Regions from separate parts of the Zea mays genome. Here region 2 is linked to region 1. The links are chromatin contacts, called in public Hi-C maps. All regions are on one chromosome and are shown on one strand. The core of a region is the stretch at or near the end of the contact, and the rest is flanking DNA. Distances in the headings are between cores, read along the strand shown. Region 1 holds the start of LOC107546748. Region 2 holds the start of LOC103643382 (tubulin-folding cofactor D).

Region 1 (4,837 bases), core at 663-3,162:
GGCCTGTCAGGTTGTGTGCGCTCATTGCGTGCTGGCGGCGCTTTAGCTCGCGGCGAGATTTCCGGAAACCTTCTCCGAACACCCAGGTGGTCACTGGCCTGGCCTTGGACTTTCGACTCCGCCACGCCAGCTGCTGCGCGCATTGCGGCTGATTCAATTCAAGACGACGGAGCCGCTGGTAGGTTGGTTCGTTTGGTTGGCAGGTACTAGTTCGTGCTTGGTTAGAGGAAGCAAGGGGAAGGAACAGCTAGCTGTGATTTTGTTGATTCAGCAACTGCGATTAGACAGAGAAGAAACAATTATCTCGTGACTGTTTCCAAGTGATATATTTACGTACTGTTAAAAAAAAGCTAGCTCGACACGGACATATCACATATATAAGAATGTTACTAGTACATGCTGCTACGGATATTACAATGGAATATGCTCGGAAAGGTGGACAACAACCGAGCTGTCCTTGCACGACGAATTTTCCATCAACGTAAACTACTTACAGTCTATTGGAGTAGTAATTATTATTATGTGTGGACCCTGCTGGCGCGTGTTAACTGCTCACGAATTTGCTCTGGTGAAATGGCACGTCGCTCGGAAAGCTTGACGGGAAAGCGAGTCTCGGCTGGCTATAGTGCTAGTCTAGCTCATCGAATCAGATGCGCTGCTGGTGTTGGTGTTGACGCGTTTGTGAAGCATAATAATCGTTGCATATATTGCAAAAAAATAATACTCCCTCAATTCCAATTTATAATTCTCGTTTGAATGTGGTTTCGGATTTTTTTTTGAAAAAAAAATAAATAAGATGAGTCGGTTAAATATAGAGAAAAAAAGTCAAACAAATTATAATTTGAAACCGAAGGAGTAATAGTTTACAAGAATAGAGCTAGCACAAGTACTTCTGCAGAGCATGGTATTAGCAGAGTAAGTGTTGACGTATAAGGAAATGAAAAGAAAATAGAGAAAAGCTACATCATCATCCTCTCTAGATCTTTACACTTGATATCCACGATCATCACAAATTTTTCGCCATCGTCAACAGCTAGATGCATCGTCCTCCCACCCTGGCCCATGTCTCTCTCGCCACAGAGCTTCAAGCAGAAACGGGAGAGATCCGGAGAGGGAGGACGAGCCACACCAAAGGCTGGTTAATCAAGTAGTAAAACAAGCAGCAGCGACCGCCTCGACGGACGGACGGACGGACCGTGTCGTCAGGCGCGGAAGCAGCCAACGAAGCGCGGCAGGTGGAGGTGGTGCTGGTGCTGGTGCTGCGCGGCGGCGGCGGCGGCGCCGTCGAGGTCGACGAGGTGGTGGGCGCAGGCGCCGTGGAGGTCCCGGCCGATGAGGCGCTCGAGCTGGACGAAGCGGTCGACGCGGCAGGGGATGGCGAGGGCGCCCTGGTGCCGGAAGCCGTACTCGCGCTCGGCCTCCTCCAGCAGCGCGCCGAAGAGCGGGTGCTTGAGGTGGCCCAGCGGCACCGCGAACCGGCGCTGCTCCTCCCCCTCCAGGCCCACGCGCACCGTCACGCACCCCTTGGGCGCTGCTGCCGCCGCCGCCGCCGTTGCCGTTGCCGTCATGTGCTGCTGGTGCTTTCCGGGCATGACGGTCGCCAGATCGGTGGAGCTCTCGATCGGTGTCGCTTGCTTGGTTGGTCGCTGCTCGGTTGCAAGAAGAACAAGGGGAAGGGACGGACTCGAGGGGCTGGTGGTTAGAGGCAGGAAGAGAAGGGCCACGGGTCGGAGCTGGAGATGGCGAGGCGGAAGACGGTGAGGGGGGAGTCGCGTAGGGAGGTGGGCACGTTGGACATGGCCGCCTACTCCTCCACTAGTATGTCTCTTCGCAACAACGACGACGAAGACGATTCGGGTCTGCCTTGCCTTGTGTGGACTGGAGTCAGTCGGTTTGCTGTTTGTGAGGAGAGCTAGCTGCGGTGCCGAGCAAGGGAGGTTGGGACTTGGGAGGCTTTTATAGCCCCCCGCGCACGCCGCCAGGTGGGGTTGGTGTTCGGTTCCCAGTTCCCACCGCCGGGTCCCGTCCCGTGCGTGTTTGTGTCGTCCCGGGGGCGACGCAACGCTACTGGAAGGTGCCATATGCGTGTGCGCGGCGTGCGCCTGGCCGCCTGCGCGTTGTGTTTCTTCCCTTTCTTTAGGGATAAGCAACCAGTCCAAAGGGTGCGAGCGCGCTGGGTTCAGATAGCGCCGGTCAGGCTTATCATTTTTTTGTAGAACTTGGATGGGACGTTTTGGAGTTGGCTGGAACGCGTGGGGATGTTTGGAGTCATTTTCAAGTTCGCGCTTGTTCAGCTATTGCTGCTCGCCCTGTTCAGCTCCCTCTAGAGCCTCCGCTACACGAACACGACGACGATCAAGTTCGGCACGACGAGAGCACCATGCATGATTTTTACACCGTTGCCTCGCGTGAAGGTCGGTCGAACATGGATGCGTATGCGTGCCTGCTGGCGTACACGTTTGTCCTTGTCCATGCCTATATTTTACTACTATTCTTCCTCTTGATGTTTACGTACTATTTACTCCTACGTCTGTCTAGCTGACCAGAGACTCTCCCTCCCGACAAACTGGTTCGACTGTTGTCCAGCAGACAAAGACACAAAGTTATTGCCGTCTTCTCTGGAAAACAGATGGCATTTTTCCCCCTCTAGTTCAGCTAGCTAGTTGATTAGTTTCTCTCCATTTTTTTTTCTTATATTTGGGCAACTATATGAACATAATTTGTAACCGTAGTTTCGATGTGGTATTCAGAATGACGACATGCAATCCACCAGTGAGAAAAGAAAGTGGCCTCAGCTTAATTATTGCATGGTTACCGGACTCGGTCCTGCCTGCTTGGATGCCCACGCGCTAAACTTTAGCACCCCTTGTGCTATTGTGTGCTAAAGTTGAGCACTTCATATCTAATATAATATATTTTATCACCTCTTACTCTTAGGGGGTGTTTGGTTCTGTGGACTAAAGTTTAGCCCGGATCACATCAAGCGTTTGACTTTCAAGTAGGAGTATGAAATATAGACCCAACCAACTGTACTAGATTCGTCTCACTTTTTAATCTTCGGCTGAGAAATTAGTTTTATAATCCGACTACATTTAATACCCCGAACGGAGGTTCAAACATTCGATGTGATAGTGGCTAAATTTTAGCAGGGGCAAACCAAACACCCCCTTAGTATCCGTCGTGTTTGCGCTTGTTTGAAAAAAAAATCCTATCAGTACATCATATTTTTTTTGTGTCGTCGTTCATGATAGTAAAATTCTAATAGACCTGACGATTGGTAGTGTGTTTTGTCGATGGCACGCCGACAAGCAGATTGATAGTCCAACAATAGAAGTTATCTACCGATAGGGGAGAAAAAAAATGAAATTTTCTATTCCTTTTTGTTATATCGGAATTTGTCCTGATTTAAAATGTCGTTGTTTTTGCATTTTTTTCTGTCGGTTTCTGATTCCCAGTAGTGGTTGGACCTTGACCCGCATCGCACCCAGTGGATCAATACACAACCCCCACATGTAACACGGCCGTCGGGAATAATCAAAGGCGCGCACCGAAGGACGGACGACCACGCCCACAGCCCCAGCCCCGGCCCCGGCCCCGCCGCGCGTTGACATGGCCTGCGTTTCCCTCGCGGTTCGCGAACCGCGATGTGGCCGGCTGTCGCGCACGCCGGGCGTGAAAATTCTTTGGAAGAGACGGGTACGGCCGGAGTCGCACGGCGCGCGGGTCGCGGAAGAATCGGTCCATCTGGCGTCTCCCCTCCCGGCGTCTCGGCGCGGGGCGCGCTGGGGAGGCGGGGCCCGAGCCACGCGCCGACCTACGCCGCCTTTTGGGCCACTCGATGCGTCATGACTGAGCCCTTGGACTCCTGGAGGCTACTTGTTGCGTGGTTCTTGGACCCGGGCTACGAGAGCCTGTACAGGATGCGCATTTGCCTGCACAACTACAGGCAGGCCGGGCGGGGGCCGGGGGCGGTTGGAGTGGCGAAATCTCTTGCGCGATTTGGAACCGACGGCAGGCCGTGTGCCGTGCGCGCGCACATGTTCCAGATGACATGACCCTGATTTTTACTGTTGCCATCATCTGATTCACGCGATGATTTGGGGACGGTAGTTGACTCGCCGAGGGGCGAGGGCGGTGTCGTGTCGCTCCCCGCGTAGCGCTGCGTGGACACGTCGCCTGGGGGGCCAGGTTCGGTGGCGTCGTACCTCGTACGCAGGTCAGGTCACCTGACGGGTCGATTTGTGCCGTTTGTGGGGTGACTGCCTGACTGGTGAGTGAGGGTGGCTGGCTGGGCGTGGGCCCCGCCTTAAAACTGGGATCATCATCCTGCATGCTGCGTGCGTCGGCAAACTGGTCAACGCAGGCGGAAGGTATTGATTTCGTGTGGGACGCGGGGACGGACGGCCGCAGAACCGGCGCTTGCGTGCCGGCCGGATGGTGCTGCTCTGTACAACTATGCAACTAGCGCACGTCTATACGTTGCGTGAGGTGAGGCCGGCCGGGAAAGTGGCAAGTATTTGTATTTTGCATATATTTGAAGGAAATACAAACCGACAAGTGTTGGTTAGATTTGTTAGGAATTCCTTGTCCGGAGGGTTAGTGAGACGGGCTCCTTTGTCATAGTCTCGCTCTATGGTTCTCAAGCTTCTTCGAGAGTCCATTCTCTAATACAGTGTTTACGAGTGATTCTCTAGCGGAAGTGAATGTATTTGACGAAAATCGTTTGGTAATTAGCTGAGAAGTGATTTTTGAGAAGTTAGAGAGTGGGAAGCGGAGGACATATCCTGTGCAATCACTCATTTTGGTGCAAGCGTGCAATCAAACTATCCAGAGCATT
Region 2 (4,869 bases), core at 1,026-3,525, 430 kb before region 1:
CCAAAGAAGGAAAAAATAATCACTCAATTCTAAAGTATAAGGTGTTTTGGTTTTGTCCTAAGTCAAACATATTACAGTTTGACAAAGTTTATAGAAAAAAATGTAGCAACATCTACAAAGCCAAATTAGTTTAATTAAATCCAGCATTGATTGTTTTATAGTATATTTTCTTGGTGTTTGACATTTGCTATGTTTTTCTATAAATCTGATCAAATTTGAAGATGTTTGACTTAGAAAAACTTTAAACATCTTACATTTGGAACAGAGGGAGTATAACTCTTTACACTTCAAGTCAGAAATACGATGTCTGGGTGTTATCCAAATATATCAGTTGTTTTCCTAATGTTTCTACATCATGTGGACCTTTGCCTCTTGTTGTCTTTTATCTATAGAGGTGCCTCTGATTTCAAGTCGTCCGACTAATCGCGATTAGTCGCGATTAGTCGGGCTGGTCGGTTTAGGGGTAGGCGATTAGGGATCCGACCCGATCAGGTGATCTGGTCGACCTAGTCATCCGACTAGTCGACGATTAGGTCCGATAAATCCTCGATCAGGTAGTGCTTAGCGACTAGGGTTTATATCCTGTAAAAGAATCGTTGGTTTTTTTTGGCGGGCGGCCCGTCTACAGGAGGCGCCGTCGTGAAATACCCTTGCACACGACGGTTTGTTTCCAATCTCCTTGATTGTTGGCGTCTTCATCTCCTTGCTTCTGCAGTTTTGCTTCTCTATCTCTAATCTCTTCTCCTGTCGTCGTTCTCTATCCTCCTAGCTCCTGGTTTTTTATCACCGGTGTCGGTGCACTGCGCAAGGTTCCTGCCTCCTGGTAAGTTGATCACCGGCGGCGCGGCTTTAGTGACAGTCGACGTATTAAAAAACCTCAGCCCAGTTGGTCTTCCTTGGCGTCAGCGGCCCCAGATCACCGGTGCACAACATGAGTTCATGATCTGGAGGTCGTATTCACTTCTGTCTTATGTATTGTGTTATGTCCTTCTATGTTTCTGACTCAGTTCATGTAGACAATAGAGATTCTGTTCATGTTGCCATCCTTGTTCATGTTGCCATCCTCTGAATCCTTATTCCTTTGATACATATAGAGTTTGGTTGTCGCCGTCATGATAATGTGTGCTATGTGGTATCTGGTAGTAACTAGTAAGTGTTTCTTTGATGTTTTCAGTTGGATATTTGGATGAACAAATATCTTCTCTCAATTTCTTAAATCAGTATTGCAGAATTCATGCCATGTTTACCCTATCCTTTATATATAGTTATATAATTATATACTATATAGTATATACATATGTCCTGGATCAACATGACGACTAATATACGACTAGGTCGACCAGAGGTCGATTAGTCGACCTAGTCGTCGACTAATCGAGATTAGTCGCCTGGTCGTTCCCCCGGTTCGACCAGCTGGTCGCTCGACCAGAAAACATAGGTGGTAATAGATCATTAGTCATAACTCTTACTCAGAACCATTTTTGTACCAGGGAAAGCAGAATGTGATTCCTAAATAACATATCATTCTAGGGCCTAGGATTGATTCATGTAAGTCATATGTATCTCAGCTCAGCCTTTGTTATCCTATATTAGCAAATAAATTGTGCATTCACAGATTAACATCAACCAAACAGTTTAAACTGCCACCTAGACAACTAAAAGGTTGCAAGAAATTGGACATGATGTCTTCAAATTCGGTTGTTGTGCATTTAGAATAAGACGCTAAAGCAGATAATATCCTTTAAAATAACCAAACAGAAGTCAATGTTGTTCTCAGAGCTACACGCTCCTCTCAACGGCAGGGAGCATTTGGAAATGGGGAGAGAAGAGTGCTTACGAGAAAGCGGACACTGTGGACATCGACGGATTGGACAACGCCGCCGCCGGCGACGATACGGCGGAGGATCGCGGAGACCAGCTCCCACTCATGGAGGAAGTACCTGCGCAGGAAGACCTCCTTGGAGTCGTGCTCATCGTCACCGACGGCAGTAGGATCAGCGAAGGCTTCGACATCAGCAGGGGATCCTGTGGGCTCAGATGGGGCCGTCGTGGCGGCGTTAGATACCCAAGCAGCGGGAGCAGCGGCGGTGGCTCCGGTTTCCTGCATAGCCGGAATTCAGGGGTTGTCCTCGACCATCTCTCGAGGGACTGGTGGTGTGCGCGGCTGCGCTACTTTGCTCGTGTTATCACTTTCCGTGTTTGCAGTCAGAAGGCGTCTTTTGGTATTCGCTTTGACACGCAGACTTCAGGGCGCCAGCCTTCTGCGAACTGTCTCTACCCTTGACGAAGGAAAAGGCAGCCTTCTCACCGTCGGACCCGGCGATGCAGCGGCACGTCGCCTCCGGCCGGCCGTCGGGCACGGACGGCTCCGACTTTTCTTACCGCATGGTCGTCGAATCCCGTAACCATCCACCGCCCACACCGCCAAAGCCACGCTTCCAACGCCTCTTTCATAACCTCGCAATTTTGCAGGGTACCAGAGGGTCGCCGAGGGCAGATCCCGCCTCGCGCGCCTCATCCTCGTGCAGGTGACGGCAAGCTTGCCTCCTGGATTCGCTCCTCCATCTCTTGCCGTCATTGGCGGTTATTGATCTGATGAGTGTTCGTGGTGGTTTGCTCCTCCAGGCGCTGCACCTAGTGGCCGGAGGCTTGCTTCTATTGCTGTCGTTGTCCAAGGGGGCGGCGGTGAACAAGTTCGCCGTGCTGTCCATGGCCGCGGGATTCCTGGCTATAGTGGTGGGGGAATTAGGTATTGCTGTGTTAACCTCAGCTCTGCTAGTTCCGTACTCCCTTATTTTTTCCACCAAAAAAGAACTAGGTCGACCTAGATCTTGAGCCTCGAGTGAAGAAAACCACAATAGGAGCTTACAACTTTTCATGTCCTATAAATTCAATAAAAGGATCCTTGGCACTGATAAGAAGAGGTGTCAATCTGTCAACTAGAATGTCTTGGGAAGTGAAATATGAAATTCTACATCAGTTGGCAATATTTCATTGACGGGCTTCTTGGTTGCTGATTAGTAAGATTGGAGAGGGAGGTTTTCAATACTCTTGCCATGGATTAAGCATTCTGCTGTAGTTTGCCAGAACAAGCAAGCTAGTTATACTATCATCTTGCTCTTTTTGTCGACATCATTTGTTTTTGCTGTAGAAGTGGATACCATTCTATTAGGATAAGCTGGTAGTCTTTAAAGCTTGAATTATGGGCTTTCCAAACCAACCATTAAATTCTATCAATCTCCACATATAAGCTTCAAATTTTCTCCAGATGCCTTTAGCATATGGGCTTTTAAAGAAAAAACACCCCCATTCATGTTTTACCCAAAGGATATCCTTTTTTCAATGCCATATCAATCATCCTTTGTCGGATTATTGATTAAATTATAGCTGAAGTTGTTATTTGGTTATTCACAGGGCGATTGCGGACCATGGCAGTGCTGCTTCGGCTTTACACAAGCTTGTCATCAATTGCGGTTGCATTCTCTGTGACGTGCATTATCCGGTCAGAGTTGTTCTTGAAGGTTTGGATTATGAAATTCAGAATGTCGCTGTTTTGCAAGTGATGAACGTGGAAATATATATCTTGCAAGTTTATTAATTTTCTGCCTCTTGATGCTATTCAATTAAAACCTTATTTGTTTTTAAATGAAACAACCTGTCTCATTAAGATCGTTACTTCATTTAGATTGCAGCTTAAGCAACAATTATATAATGTTATTGTTCGTGGTCCTTCCAATGGAGTTAGTTAATGACTTACCAGAATTGTGATCATTCTCAAGAGTCAAGATGGTCATTGGGTAGTGCAATTGTGATTTGTGAACTAACCAAACATGCAGTAGAAATTTTGCAGATAGTACCCTTTTGTAGAACCTTTAGAGGTAGATAACCCCAAGTTGAAGTCCCAACTTGGAATACATTTGCAAGAATGAGGCACAAAAGTAATAACCTTCAGCCTGCATGGGTAGTGGGTAGTGTACTAGTGTACTAGTGTATGATAGATACTAAGTTCAATGCAACATGGGTTTGGCTTGATGTGAATCTTCTTAAACTAGGGGTGCCCAGGGCTATTTAGCATGTTTGTTTTTAAGATCCTGTTTGGTTCCTATAGGTTTTTAGAATCTGGATAAAAAAACTAGTGTTTTTCATTGTATTCTTTATCTGCATGTTAAAATCCACTAGAATCTGTCTGTTTCGATGAGACTCTAGGATTTTGAGATTTTTTTAATCCAGATTCTAAAGATCCCCTAGGAACCAAACGGGCCTAAGTTAGATGTAAATGTAAGAGTTGTCCATGACTTCATTGAATTTTGGACCTGGCTCTGCTGAATAAACTAATTGAGCATTAATTGGCGGCTTCATTTTGTTGGCATAACACTCACCAACAAAAAAAATTGGTTCGGGTATCAAATCAGCACAAAAGAGAAGGCTTGAATGTGTTGTTAGTGAGTCCATGTTACCAAAACTATGTCACCAGATATAAGGCTGACAAATTAAGGGCCAACTTCATCTTTGGGATAATCAAGCTGAGGAAGCTGGATTCTCCACATTGAGTATGGATAGAGCATCAACATCACATTAGATTTGACAAGTTGATGTGTTTTGGTCCATCTGGGAGCTGTGCATAGGGGAGAATAGAGCAACAGAGAGGATTGTGGGAGAGAACACAGAGATTATGGTGGACGAACAAAGGGTCGTATTCCTTTGTCGGTTGCTCTGGCGTGAGACTTCGCCAGGGCGCTGAAGGAATTGTCCCTCTAGAATTCTTATTTCTTCGGTGTTCTCTCTATTACATCCTATAACACTTATATAGATGTATGCGCCCTTGACTCAATTAGAAAGGCAACTAACCAATCTAAACAAACTAGAAAA

The links. Hi-C and Micro-C count contacts between places; a contact is called where the count stands out from the background.
Region 2: a contact with region 1 is called in a Hi-C map of bundle sheath, with 3 times the contacts expected there. The contact joins the promoter of LOC103643382 here to the promoter of LOC107546748 in region 1. A contact is called at or near these places in 3 of 25 Hi-C or Micro-C datasets (bundle sheath, ear and leaf mesophyll).

The regions. Positions count from the first base shown.
Region 1 is chr1:229,896,431-229,901,267 of Zm-B73-REFERENCE-NAM-5.0, reverse strand. It overlaps LOC107546748, which reads right to left and starts at 1,912. Exons shown (of 1, transcript NM_001322423.1): 1 at 1,104-1,912. The coding sequence starts at 1,592. The coding sequence ends at 1,203.
Region 2 is chr1:230,324,859-230,329,727 of Zm-B73-REFERENCE-NAM-5.0, reverse strand. It overlaps LOC103643382 (tubulin-folding cofactor D), which reads right to left and starts at 2,275. Exons shown (of 5, transcript XR_004855486.1): 1 at 1,838-2,275. LOC100276271 reads left to right here and starts at 2,215. Exons shown (of 6, transcript NM_001150101.1): 1 at 2,215-2,401; 2 at 2,473-2,528; 3 at 2,626-2,749; 4 at 3,415-3,521. The coding sequence starts at 2,323.